2 separate regions of the Mus musculus genome follow, and region 2 is linked to region 1. The links are chromatin contacts, called in public Hi-C maps. All regions are on one chromosome and are shown on one strand. Each heading gives the region's core, a stretch centred on a gene start, on an enhancer-like site or on the middle of the called end of the contact. The rest is flanking DNA. Distances are from core to core; before and after follow the strand shown.

The links. Hi-C and Micro-C count contacts between places; a contact is called where the count stands out from the background.
Region 2: a contact with region 1 is called in a Hi-C map of liver, with 5 times the contacts expected there. The contact joins two enhancer-like sites. A contact is called at or near these places in 2 of 39 promoter capture datasets (both in liver), 13 of 484 Hi-C or Micro-C datasets (the G1E-ER4 cell line, the HPC-7 cell line, embryonic fibroblasts and 4 more), 7 of 115 datasets of contacts at active chromatin or transcription factors (VIP interneurons, embryonic stem cells, epiblast stem cells and 4 more) and 1 of 9 other capture datasets (embryonic stem cells).

What each region holds. Positions count from the first base shown.
Region 1 is chr2:27,551,613-27,558,462 of GRCm38.p6, forward strand. No RefSeq gene overlaps it. Among named protein-coding and RNA genes, the nearest start is that of Gm13421, 15 kb to the left of the region's middle. Within about 2 kb of position 2,954, at least 32 of the 459 cell types and tissues checked have an H3K27ac peak or open chromatin away from gene starts, as enhancers often do. A contact at or near this core is called in hepatocytes and liver, where this site is marked.
Region 2 is chr2:27,620,873-27,627,722 of GRCm38.p6, forward strand. No RefSeq gene overlaps it. Among named protein-coding and RNA genes, the nearest start is that of Gm39776, 47 kb to the left of the region's middle. Within about 2 kb of position 4,264, at least 18 of the 459 cell types and tissues checked have an H3K27ac peak or open chromatin away from gene starts, as enhancers often do. A contact at or near this core is called in hepatocytes and liver, where this site is marked.

The DNA.
Region 1 (6,850 bases), core at 1,704-4,203:
ACCCTGTTTCAAAAAAGGAAAAAGTGTGAAAGTGATTTAAGACATCAGTGTAAGCAAGACCTGTGGGTTTATAGATTGGGTCAATCAGTTGAGAAGCTACAAGACTGCTTTGCCAGTTCAAGTTAGACTCTGCTCACTTAAGTTCAAAGCTTCACTCATAAAATCAGTAACAATGTAGAGTACCAGTCTGTGTCCCCTCTGAGGACACCTCTGTCAGCTACTCAGCACCCTAAATTTCCCAGAGTCAGCTTATTTTACTCTTTGATTCTGCTGTCCTTATGGTCTCCAAACCCATGTTTGTTTGTTTTTGTTTTCTGAGACAGGGTTTCTTTGTATCTAGCTATCCTGGACCCGGCTCATCTGGAACTCGGAGATTCTTCTGCCGCTCAGTCCCATGTTATGTTATTGACCGTGTGACCATCCAGTTACCCTCATTGCAGCTATGGGGCCCAGTATGGCTGTGGTTCACATTGTAATTTTTTAAAAAAGATTTATTTATTATGTAAGTACACTGTAGCTGTCTTCAGACACACCAGAAAAGGGCGTCAGATCTCATTAGGGATGGTTGTGAGCCACCATGTGGTTGCTGGGGTTTGAACTCAAGACCTTCAGAAGAGCAGTCAGTGCTCATAACCGCTGAGCCATCTCTCTGGCCCATATTGTAATTCTTGCCATCTAGGGAGAGACCAGTGTTCCTCATGATGCTGGGAATCCCCTAGAAAAATAACTTTTCACAGTCATGCTGAGAGCAGTCTTCTCTGGACCACCCCACAGAGATGAACAGACATGCTGGAATAATCTAGTGGAACATTCCAGTCTCTCTGAGGAGTGACACTTTCCTCTATGACCCCCAAACAGTTCTAGGCTTTGACTTTGTGGCGGTCACCTTATGGCCCATGCTTAGCCAACCAGCTAAGCTGAGCTTCTCTAGCAACTCTAGAAAACAGAGTCTAGAATCTGCTTAGCATTGCTAACCAACAAATCCAACCTATCCAGTCTGATTTCTCTGCAGTTATGCCTCATGTCTAATGATGCGTTGGATGCAAGGTTTAGATGGGGTAGGCATCATTCAGGCGAGAAAGCTGTTTCAGCCTCTTCTAGCACTTACCCCCATGCTTTTGGGAGCTGACTTTCCTAGGTCTCAGATGTAATTTCTGCTCATCTGGAGGAAATTCCATCAGTCTCCACGTGGAGGCAGACTTGCACCACTCAGGGTGCGGAGGCTCTGGAAAAGCCAAACTGGTCTTGGGTCCCGAGGAAAGGAACTTTTGCTCCCCCACCTCCAAGCCTTGGGCAGGGCTGCATTCCCACTTCTCTTTGGCTTGGACAATTTGCCCATCCAGACTGGGCTTCAGTTTGTTTGTTTGTTTGTTTTTTCCAAAGGAATTGATCAGAGAAATACATAATGTGGGCCTCAGACTTGGCTTTGGAGCAAGCTTGGGAGACCCAGCTATGCCTGTCCTGATTCCAGATGGAGAAACTAAAACTTGGAATGCACACACACAGGATGGTGGGGAGGTGTCGCCGGCCAGTTTTGGAGTGTTTTGATCCTGTTCTAGTACCTTGACTGACATGCACAAACTGAACTGGGGTCTACAGCTCCAGAGGACTCTGGGGTGCTAGGGAATGCCCTGGGCTTGTGGCTTGGTACATAGTTATGTTTTGGGTCTCTAGTAAGTGCTGTGGTGGACCAGTCACCTCCCATTGCATATGTATTGTGCATACATGCAATTCCACATGCGATGATTAATGTTGACTGTCAAGTTGATAGGATCCAGTGTCACTTATGAGACAAATGTCTAGGCATGTCCTCGAGGAGTTTTCTAGATTGTGTTTGTCCAGGTAGGAGGAGCCACCTTGAAACTGGTCAGTACCGTCTCACGGGCTGGGGTGCTAGCCTAAATAAGGAGAAAGTGGGCTGAGCTCTGTCTGCATCCTCGGCACGGATGCCATGTGACCTTCCCTCCTAGCTCTGATGACTGTGAGCCCCACCAGCACCATCCCTTCTTGAAGTTGGTCTTGTCAGGTCTTTGTTATATAGCAACTAGGAAATGCCCTGGGGATTTTTTTCATACTACCCAGGAAATGTGAGCCATGAAGCCCAATTCACTCACCAGATTCTCTGAGGACATAGTTTGTATTTTTGTAAACCTGATCATCTTTTTTTAAAAAGATTTATAGATTTATTATATGTAAGTACACTGTAGCTGTCTTCAGACACTCCAGAAGAGGGAGTCAGATCTTGTGTCAGATCTTGTTACAGATGGCTGTGAGCCACCATGTGGTTGCTGGGATTTGAACTCAGGACCTTTGGAAGAACAGTCAGGACTCAACCACTGAGCCATCTCTCCAGCACCATGTTTTGTTTTGTTTTGTTTTGTTTTGTTTTGTTTTGTTTTGTTTTGTTTTGTTTTTGTGAATGGCCCTGGAAAGATACAACCAACCAGTCAGTGGCTTTGAAGACTCACAGGGCTGGGCTGAAATTTTTGGTGTGTATGACTGGCTCAGGTGGACACCTCTGACTATTCCAGTGTCTTGCAGATAGGCTACTGCTCAGACTGTGTGTTGCTTTTCCTGTGTCTCAATGAGACTGGTGTCAATTTTAAAGTAGCTGCTGCCTGCTGGAGCCAGAGATCTGGCAAATTAGCTTTTTATTTCTCATGGCAGAGGATGACTGAGGCCAAGCTCTCTCTGGGAGATGCCCCTATGAGTGACTAAGGCTGTGTCCCTCTGGGGGATGCCCTTGTGCTTCTAGTTTAGCCTTCCCTGGATGCTCTTCTGTTTCTATAGGGAGGTGAATGACCATCCAGCGGGGTGAGCCTTCTCCTTGGGGCCCTCTATTAATAAAACAACCACTGACCCCCGGACGTGCAGGCACATGAGGGGACACAGTATTCCCAGGGTCGGCGTCGGTCCAGAGACCTTTCGTGCCTGACCCAGCCGCCTCTAGAGTGCTTCCATCCTGCTCTGGCCCCTTGGCTGAAGGACCGGAAGTTCTGCATGGTCCAAGCTGGGGCTGCTCTTCCTCCAATATATAAATAACCTACTACCAGCTCCCTGGGAGAGTCCTAAGGGCCTGAAGGAGGGAGGGACAGAGCCCCAGGCCCTTGAGACTAGGCATGACTCAGAGTAAGTCATCTGCTTTTCAGGTTGTTCCAGAGCCTTCTTGGGCTCCCCTGGTGTCCTGTGCTGTTGCAGAACCCCGAGGCAGCCTGGATGAGGGCACTCGCTCTGTTTCTCTTTCATCAGTTGTTTCTGTGGAATCGGAGGCTATTGGCTGGGGATGGACAAGGAGACAACTTTCTTCTCATTCTGGAGGTCTAGCTGTGCTGGAGAAGTGGAAGGCTGAGATTCAGGGCAGGGACCAAATTTCTATCATCCGCCTAGAGCAGTGTTCTCAACCTTTTACTGTCGTGGCCCTTTACAGCAGTTCCTTCTGTTGTGGTGACCCCAACTATAAAATTATTTTCATCGCTACTTCATAACTGTAATTTTGCTACTGTTCTGAATCATTATGTACATATCTGTTTCCTGGTGGTCTTAGGTGACCCTCAGAGGGGTCACACCCCGCAGGTTGAGAACCACTGATCTAGAGGCACATGCTGTGCTCGGTTGAAGCTCCCCAAGAGGGATCCTCCTGAGTACCCCAATCCTGACTCGGTGACACTGACCTTGTCCTATGGTCCCTGGTAGCCTTTGCTCTTTCTGTTGAACTGGGGTCTGCCTTTTTTGTCTGCCCTCTGCCAGTACCACACTCACTGAGCCACAGGGGAAGAGTCAGCCAGACTGACTGTATGTGCGTGGGGTTCTAGGATACCTGCTGTCACCGGCCACAGCTGGACACTTGGGTGCTCAGAAACCTGAAGTGAAGGCAAAATGGACCTGGTTCTGCCCACCTAAGCTTCCCTGGGCCCCAAGCTCCAGACAGCGAAATCTGCAGCTCAGGGCCCAGGCTCATGTTCAGAACACCACATCCAGGCTGGGCCCCTGTTTTACTTGGAGCAGATAAAGGTTTCTGAGCAGCCTGATACTGCATCACTGAAATTCCACGAACTGAAACTGGATGGCTCAAAACAAATTTCCCTGTTCTGGAGGTCAGAGTTCGATATCAAGGCATGGGGGGGCATGGAATGTCGGGGTGGGGGTGGGGCTGCTGACTCTTCCCAAGGCTCCTAGTGAGATGGTTCCTCCTGTCTCCCAGATAGTCCTGGGGTTGAGAATGTGTCAATAAATTTCCTTTTCCTTCTCTCAAGGCCTCCTCTTGCTCCCCTGTGTCTTGTGTGTCTCCTATAGTGGCACTTGTCATTGGATTTCAGGCCTTCGATCCACTGATCTCTTTTGATGATCCTGTCCCCATTTACATTTGCAGAGTATCTTTTCCCAAACAAGGGCAGTCGTAAGTTTCAAGGAATATGTCTTTGAAGGGGGCAACATTCAGTCCACTACTCTCTGTACCTCCATTTTCACATATGTGTCCTCTGTTAAGGGGTGCAGTCAGTGATGTGGCTACAATTCTACATCCCTTCCTATAGGTCTGGCCTTGCAGGTGGAGTGGCTTCTTCCCACAAGTCAGGACCCAGTGCTAGTTTTCTGTGACCAGACCCTGTTTGGGAAAGGCAGGAGATACTTGCTGGGGGCTGCCTTTTCCAGTCTGGGGGAAGTCTTGAAGAGTACAGCTGTGACTATATATAACTCTAGGGGCTCCTGGGCCAAGTAACCTAGGCTCATTCCATGTTTCACAAGCAAGCTGCCCATTGACCCAAGTGGAGCTTTGAGGTACATAGCCTGGTAGGCCACCAGCCCTGCATAGCCATCCTGGGCTCCACCCTTCCTTCCCTGCTAGAATGTTTAACTTTTCCCACCTTAGGGTCTCTATCCATGCAGTTGTACCCTTTCAGGATGCCTTCTGGGCTGATCTTTCAGCCATCCCTTGGCTAGCTATTTCCCTGTCCACTGGGCCTCCACTAGGCACTGCAGGGGTCTTTTGGCAAATGTAGGATCCAAGGACCATCAGGACCACAGCTGGAGCAGGGTGATAGCAGCTGGGAACCAAGATAACATGGAGACCTGGTCAGGCTTACACAGGTGCTGCCCATGAACTTCCGGGCTGTCCCACAAGGGGCTAGTGCTTCGATGGAAGGTGCAGAGGACAAAGCAGGCTGAAGACCCTTTGTAGGCCCACTGTATGCTGGCTTCTAGGGAGGTTGAAATGGTGTAACTTCTTCAGCCAGAAGCCATGCTTCAAGTGGGGGTGAATATGACAGCTTGCTCTTCATGCAGCTGAGCACCCAGGCGACCCCCCTTTTTGACAGACAACATCTTAAAGAGGCAAAGCCATTACTCTAGGATCTACTAGAAGAGCCTGGATTCAGGCCTCCTCATTAGTGTAGAGAGCCCACACTAGGCTAGAAGGTGGAAGCTGCTTAACAAACACTCTCCAAAACCCAGCCGCCTGGGGACTGTTTTCCTAGGTTCAGCTCCCAGGACACACTGCTGTGGCCTTGGGGTCCAGCCCGGCTTCCGGATGACTCAAATCCTCCTCGAGGTGGCAGTTTTGCAGACATGCAGAATCCAAGTGTTTACAGGGTCGTGGAGGTTTGCACCAAAGATCCAGAAAGTCACTGTGTAGCAGGGTTGAGTCCCTATAAGGAGGCTCTGAGAGACCATTGTGAGGAGCTTGAAGGTGAACGTCAGTTGCAGTGGAGACCCCAGCACGTTGGAGATGGCCGGACAATGGCGTATCCGCTGAGGAAAGTGCAGGCACATAGTAGAGGTGACCTGGGAGAGGCTAAATGTGCTTCAGATGGTAGAGTTGGAGGCATGGGGTTAATCAAGGCTGTTGGAGTCCAGGTGGGGCCACCACCAGTCTCAGATTCTGGACAGGACTTGACACTTGCTGCCCCTCTGAGTGATAGTCTATCTTTGATCTTATTTTTTTTTCTTGTTATTTTCCATTCTTCCCCTTTGGAATCAGAATGTTCACTTTGTGCCTTAAAAAAAAAACACAAAAAACAAAACAACAAAAACAAAAACAAAACAAAACAAAAAACAAAACAAAAAAAAACAAACAAAAAACCCCAAAAGGCTAGAAAGATGGCTCAGCGGTTGAGAGCATTGACTGCTCTTCCAGAGATCCTGAGTTCAATTCCCAGCAACCACATGGTGGCTCACAACCATCTGTAGTGGGATCTGATGCCCTCTTCTGTGTGTCCGAAGACAGCTACAGTGTACTCATAACTCATATACATAAAATAAATAAATAAATCTTTTAAAAAAAGGAAAAACAAAACCCAAAAAGTAAAAACCAGAATTTGTTTTTCAAAATTTTAATTGAGGGCTGTAGAGCACTTGTTGCTCCTGCAGAGGACCAAGTTTGGAGTCCTAGCAATCACCTGGTGGCTCACAAACATCTGTTCCCGGGAATCCGATGCCCTCTTCTGACCTCTATAGGCACCAGGCATGTCTGTAGCACACATACATACATGACGGTAAAATATACCTGTAAGATAACAATAAGTTTGGATGCCCAGATTGCTCAGTGGTTAGAGCACTGGCTGAACTTGCAGAGGACCTGGGCCCAGATCCCAGCACTGACATGGTGGCTCATAACCACTTGTAACTCCACTGTATGCTCTAACTCCAGTTCTGGAAAATATGATGCTTTCTCTGGCTTCCATGGGCGCCAGACATGTATGAGGTGCACAGACATGCATGCATACAAAACATTCATACATATTACAAAATTAAACAATTATTTTATTTTTTATTTGAGTTCTTAGAGTTTCTCAAGTCTCAGAAGAAACTGCACTTGAGCAGGCTATAGGGATTTCTGAAGTTGGACTAAAGATGT
Region 2 (6,850 bases), core at 3,014-5,513, 71 kb after region 1:
TATAAATATGTGAGGAAGTCAGAGGAGAACCTGGGGTGTTGCTTTTCAGATGCTGTTCACTTTTGAAAAAAATATAATTTTAGTGCACTTGCGTGTGTTTGTGTGCTACATCACTTGAGGACCACCTGTCGGAGTTATTCATCTCCCTCCACCATGCGGGCCTCCAGGATTGAACCCAGGTCATGAACCCAGGCCATCAGGCTCTGCAGCAAGTACTTTGTTTTACCCACTGAGCCATCTTGCCAGCACCCCACCACCACCACCACCACCACTACCTTGTTTTCTGAGACAAGGTCTGTCACCAGGCTAGGCTTTTAGATTGGCTTAGTCTGAGTGGCCAGTGAGCTCTGTGAATCCTCTTATTTCTGTCTCCCTGCCCCTGGGATTATAAGTACTCACCATCATGCTTGGCTTTTTAAAAGTGTGAGCTCTAAAGATCAAATTTAGGCTCTTGTGATTGCTAGTGAGCTCTTTACTGACTTAGCTGTCAGTGAGGAGGCTCAAAGACCAGGGCTGAGCTGTATTGTACCTAGGCCTTTGGAGGAAGGTGGGAACACAGGAACATTCAGAGGAGGTAAGGCCAGGTTCGGGAGGTCTGAAAGTCAGAATGAGGCCTGTCCTTCAGGGTCCAGCAGTCTGTCCCAGGCAGGGGACAGAAGGAGGCTGCTGAGGACTGTGGTGAACCTGGGATTTTCCTGGGGCTTGTCCTGGATTAGAGAGGTTTGTTCTGCAATGTCTGTCCTTCTGGGATGCTCTGGTCCACACTTCCCTTGGGGTGAGTGTGGTGGCTCTGCCTGCATGCAGGCAGCTTCTAGACTCTAGAATCTAGAGGGACCGTGTCCATGTGTCTTCTGAAGAGGGCCCGAGAAAAGAGCCTGGACTGAAAATCAATTTCCTAAAGCTGAAATCAATAGCAATAACTAATATTAATACTGATGACCCTGCTACATTGCTCTGTGCTGCTGGGTAGGGATTGTTTCTGAGACTGGCAGTGGTGTGTGTGTGTGTGTGTGTGTGTGTGTGTGTGTGTGTCCTGCAACCTGGCAGGCAGAGACACTGGGTGTTTCACCTGGCTACGTGCCTGCACAGCTTTCTCTTCCTATCTGAGTGAGGGTTTTGTTTGTTTGTTTTGTTTTTGTTTGTTTTAATTATTATTCCAAGGTCTGGTTTCCCACCTAGATCCCCAGATGGCAGGCGTCATGCCCTGTATGGGGGTGATGTCTCCTCTCCTCTCCAACAAGAGTAATGGCTTACTCGAATTTTCCAGGTATTCAGTAGGGCAGAAGGATGTGGGGCAGGGATTGGCAGGGCTTTCCCCAGGCTAAGCATTTAGGAGACTAAGCCAGGAGCCCTGAAGACCTGTCTGCCTCCCACAGCCCTGCAGCTTACAGTGCTCCCAAACCCATGTGTTAGACCCCCAGGGGCCCTGGAGAAAGCCTCCAGATGACACAAGGTCTGTTGAAGGGCTATGTGTTTTCCCAGAGAATATTTTAAGGGTAAGTTGGAGGGCAGTGAAGTGGTAAGGTGCTTGCTTAGCAACCGTGAGGCCCTGTGCTCTGTCCCCAACACCACAACGGAGGCTGGGGGGAGGGGTGGGGCAAGGTAAGAATTGTTGTTGAGTCTGGGTCCCAGAGGGCAGTTCTGTCTGGCCTGGGAATCATTATATAGATCAGACTGGCCTCAAATTCACAAACGCCCTGTCTTTGTATCCTAGATGCTAGGTTTGAGGTATGCAGCACTACACCAGACTTTCCAGTTGGAAACTCTTCTGCAATGTTACATGCATGCATACAAAGTTACACACCTGGATACATCTTGGCAGCTTGAAAAACTAAGCACATTAAAGCCTGACATGGCCAGGCACTCCTTTGTCCCAGCCCTAGGAAAGTAGAGGAAAGGCAGACCTCTGTAAACTGGAGGCAGTACTGGTCTAAATAGTGTGTCCCAAGGCCGTCAGCGCCACATAGTTAGACTTTGTCTCAAAACAAAAAACAAAAAGCATATTGGAACAGAACTGAAATGTGGAGCTGGAAGAAAAGTTAAGGACTGCTGAAGACAGAGGGGGAAAGACAGGTTGTTTTCAGAGTCAATGTCTGTCATTGGTCACTGTCTTAATTTCTTTGCCCATTGCTGTGAGGAAACTCTGACAAAAACAATTTAAGGGAGGGAGTGCTTATCCTGAATCATAGTTCTAGGATACATTTTCATCATATTGAGGAATTCAGCTGGTCATGTCACATCCGCAATCTGGAAGCAGAAAGAGATGAATGCAGGTGGCTGCTCAGCTCCCTGTCTCCACTTACACAGTCCCGAATCCCAGCCAGGGAGTGGTGCCACCCATGGTGGACAGGTCCTCCAACCTCACTTATCGCAATCAAGATGATCCCTTACAGGCATGCCCAGAAACAGGTGGCACATGCAATTCCAGGTTTTGTCAGGTCTACAATTACTGCTAATTATAACAGTCACTAAAGAAAGGAGAGAACGGGCTGGAGAGATGGCTCAGTGGTTAAGAGCACTCATGGCTTTTCCTGAGGTCGTGAGTTCAAATCCCAGCAACCACATGGTGGCTCACAACCATTTGTAATGGAATCTGATGCCCTCTTATGGTGTGTCTGAAAGGAGTGATGGTATGCTCATATACATAGAGTAAATAAATCCTAAAAACAAAAAACAAAAACCTAAAAAAAGAAAAAAAAGAAAGGAGAGAACAACACAGGTTTTGTGCAGTTTGCCCAAAATGGGAGAGTTCATGATCCCCAGGAGGACTAACTTTTTTGGTGTGAAAGTCCCAAATTAATTTATTATATTTTTCTTTACAATCAAAAGAGAGTCTTCTCCTGTTGGGGGTATGTTTCCTTCACAGGTCCTCAGCTGATGTTCAGCCTTGGCTGAGTGTAGAGCTGGCAGAGCAAACGCATACCCTTTTGACAGTGAGTCCTCGTTGGAGTTCACCCACAAAGCAGGTTCTGAGCGGTGGGACCTGCTACCTCGCTTTCCATAACATCCTCAGGCCAACCTATCAATCCAGGCATCAGCTGCCCTGACTACCACTGTCACATGAATTCATGCATCAGAGGATGTGTGTTGTTCCCACTTTCCCAAGAAATCATGGGGGTGAGAGTGGAGGCCACAGCCCCACTAGGGTGCTGCAGGGTGGGGATTCGGGATGTGTTCCCAGGCAGGTTCTTAACCAAGGTTAGAAGGCAGAGCTCCTGCCAGGCAAGGAGTGGGGCTGGTACAGTGCAGAGAAGAGGCCATGAGTGGATATGCCCCGCTGAGTTGGCAGGTGGGCTGCAGGGGTGCTGATCCTGTTGTAAGCACTGTCTGAGAGGCCGGTGGACTTGGGTTGTCCCTCTCTTCCCACCTTACACACTGTGGCTCACACTGGCCAGAGTTCCATTTTGAGCAGGTGGGCCATGGGGAGCTGTGGGTAAACTGCTGCTCACTGCTAGGGAAAGCCAGGACCCTTATGGCCAGACTTGCACTCTACCACGAGCTGTATCCATGTCCTTTGGGTGAGTCGTCTGTGAGCCCTGTGTCCCCTACTCTGACATTCATGCACTGCGATGACCAGCGGGACAGCCCTGGGTCTCACTTCCTCAGAACATTCTGGAGGCTTGGTAGAGAGAAAATTCACAGCCAATATAGGCTGTGGATCTGAACCCAACATACAAACACAACTTGTGCCCTGAACTGAGTGGCTGAGATAAGTGGGCAGGGTACAGAGGACAGCAGAGTATCCCACTTTCTAGGACTCCATATCATGGGCCCCCTGAACTCATTCTGAGGACATAGAGGACAGACGACTAGAAGCCAGGCCCTGACTGTGCTTCTGACTGGTGCCATGAGGTGCCACATGGTAGAGTCTTTCTGTCTCATGTTAGGTCTGTGGGATGAGCTCTGGGGACTGTGGTGTCTGGGGCTAGCCTTGGGCTATGTGTAACTCTTTGGCTCTGGGCTCAGTCAGCTCTGTGCTTGCTTTTGATCCACTCTGATCTGGGGCTCAACCTGACTTCTGCTAAGGCTGTCCCCTCCCTGTGTCCCCTTGGCTAGCTACCCATTGGGTCCCTGTTTACTCTGCTGTCCATCTGTCCCTATCTAAGCAAACAGACAGAGGACAGGACAAGGAGAGAGAGAGAGAGAGAGAGAGAGAGAGAGAGAGAGAGAGAGAGAGAGAGACTTGTCTAATGGTGGCCAAAGGTGAAGGGACTCTTACCTCACCTGCCCTATTGATTTATTTACTGTCCCCAAATGTTTACCTGCCTCCCCCTGCCACGCCCAGGCCCAAACCATTAAAGTGGCTGGAGGTGGCAGGAACACTTGGTTCCTGGAACTCTGTGGACTGGAGGTGGAGGTGGGGTGGGGGGCAGGTTGTTCACTCTGGAAATTCTTTTTGTGGAAGTGTGGGGTTAGAGCTTTAGTTCCCAGCAGCAGCTCTGGAGTCTAAGCCCCTCAGAACAAGCCCTGTTGGTCTTTGACTCTAAAAAGACTTCAAGAGCTGACCAGATGGGCCAGATGTGGGTTAACATTAGAGACAGCTACAGGGGGTAGAGCCCTCTCTAGACAGATTTGGGGCAAGTGGGCATGGTTTGCCCAGACTCAGTGAGCTAGGTGGTTCTCTTACTTAAAGAGAACAGAGGAGAGCAGCTCCTGTTGTCAGGGAATTGCCACCACACACAGGACAGAAAACATAAATACCCACTAGGCTTGGTTTCCAGCCCCAAACTTACTTCTCACACATTCAGTTCCCCCTACTACCTTCATTTGCAAATGTAAACAGAAACTGGGCCAGGCTGCAGGTTCAGAGGGGACTCCCTGGGCCTGAGGTAGTTGAAGAGCTCTTGGTCTTCTACCCTATCTTTCTGCTCCTTGAGCTATCTAGTGGATGAGTTAGCTGCTGAGCTGGACAAAGATTTGGAATGAGTTCTGGATCCAGTGAGGTCTGAAGTCTTCCTCAGGAAGTCAACAGCCACAGAGGGAGTGTTAACAGTTAGTGCTGGGAACAGGAGACCCACAGACACCTGGGAAAAGCTTCTAGAGGTGAGGGCAGTCTGTCTAGTGCTGCTCCTTTGAGGTTCAGGATACCCCAAGCCTTGTCTGTACCCCTTGGCTTTCTTTGTCTGGGCAGTTACTGCTTCAGGGATAACCCTCAACAGGGCCCAGGTGGCCTGCCCCACTCCTGGGACAATGTGTTATTTCTGCTGTAGCAGAAGCCTACTTTGGGAAGAGCACTTCCGTTTCCAGCCTTTTCCTATACCAGAAATGCGTTTCCAGGTATTACCCTGGCACCTCATCCTTGTCCAGCCTAAGAAAGACAATTGTGGTTTATTCCCTGGGCACACTGGAGGACAGAAAAGACAGGAAAATTAGTTATGGCCCACTTCTGGATGACTTCAGCAGAGGTGGAGGCAGCTTTGTGAGAGACTAGAAACAATAGTCAGAGAGAACGTTGCTCCTGAGACCTCCACTGTATCCCTGAAGAACCCCCAGTGCATCCTCTGATACCTCCACTACAGCCCCCTGAGATTTCCACTCCATCTCCCTGAGGCTCTTACTGCATCTCCTGAGATTCCCACTGCAGCCTCCAAGGCGCTCCACTGAATCCCCTGAGTCCTCCTGCCTATTGCATCCCTTGGCCCTCCCACTGCATCTCCTGAGGTCCCCAATATATCCCCCTGAGACTTCCACTGAAACCCCTGAGGCCCTCCACTACAGCCCCTAAGGGCCTCTACTGCAGCCCCTCAGACCCCTACAGCATGATATGGTAAACTAAGACCCTTGTTCCTAGCCCTGGCTTGAGGAATTCAAAGGCCAGAGGGAGGTAGTGTTTGGCCTATGCCCTGTGGACTGGGGTTGGCTCCTCTGAACCCTCTTATTTGTGCAGAGTTAATGTCACGTCATTAGCAGTTGGAAGCTCTGCAGGAGGTTAAATATTAAGCAGTATGTGCTGGGAAATGTGTTCTCCTGTGCCAGGACTGATGGTCAAGGCTGTGGCCCTCAGCCTTGGCTAAGGCTTCTCTAGCACATAGGCTTTCTAAGTGATTATCTTGGAAAGACAAGGAACCAGAAGCTCTAACATGTCCAGGAATGGACCAGTCTTGTTGAGCAGGATTGGATGAGCCTTTCAAAGCCTCTGAGTCCTGGAGGTGGAGTGGGAAGCCTCCTCTCATGAGAACACCACTCGTCCATGTGCAGGGACCTGGTAGTCCCAGGTCACCATGAGGCCCAGCAATCATTCACAAGCAGGTACCAGGCCTCACAGTAGATCTACAAAGGCAAGGGAAACAGATAGAGGCCCAAGAGGGCCCTGGCAGCCACCCTGAGAAGAGGCCCTGTCATCACCCCATATTTCCTCTAAAAATATAAAACTTAGACCCAGGGAAGGCTGGTAAGGCCCAACAAGAATCCCCAGATGAGATGATGCTATAGCAATGCATATCCAGGGCACCCCAACAGATGTGCTTGCACACGATTCATGCTGTTTTTCTTTGTCTCCATGTCTGTCCTCAAGGGCAGTAACCAGTGGATGAGTTTGTGAGACTGGTCAAGGTTAAGACATGTGATAGGTGCTGAGTGAATCCTGAAGGGGTATTGGATGACAGAGAATTAAATGGATGGATGGACAGGTAATATCTGGATAGATGGATGGAAGATGGGAGGATGGGTGGGAAGAAGGAAAGGAAATGTGGATGGATAGATGGACAGATAACAGGTGGATAGGTAGGTAGATGGATGGATGGATGGATGGATGGGTGGGTGGCTAATGGTAAGCAGATGGGTAGATGGATGAAAGGGTGGGAGGGAGGTCGTGGATGGGTAGATGAAGAAGTATATGAGTGGCTAGTGG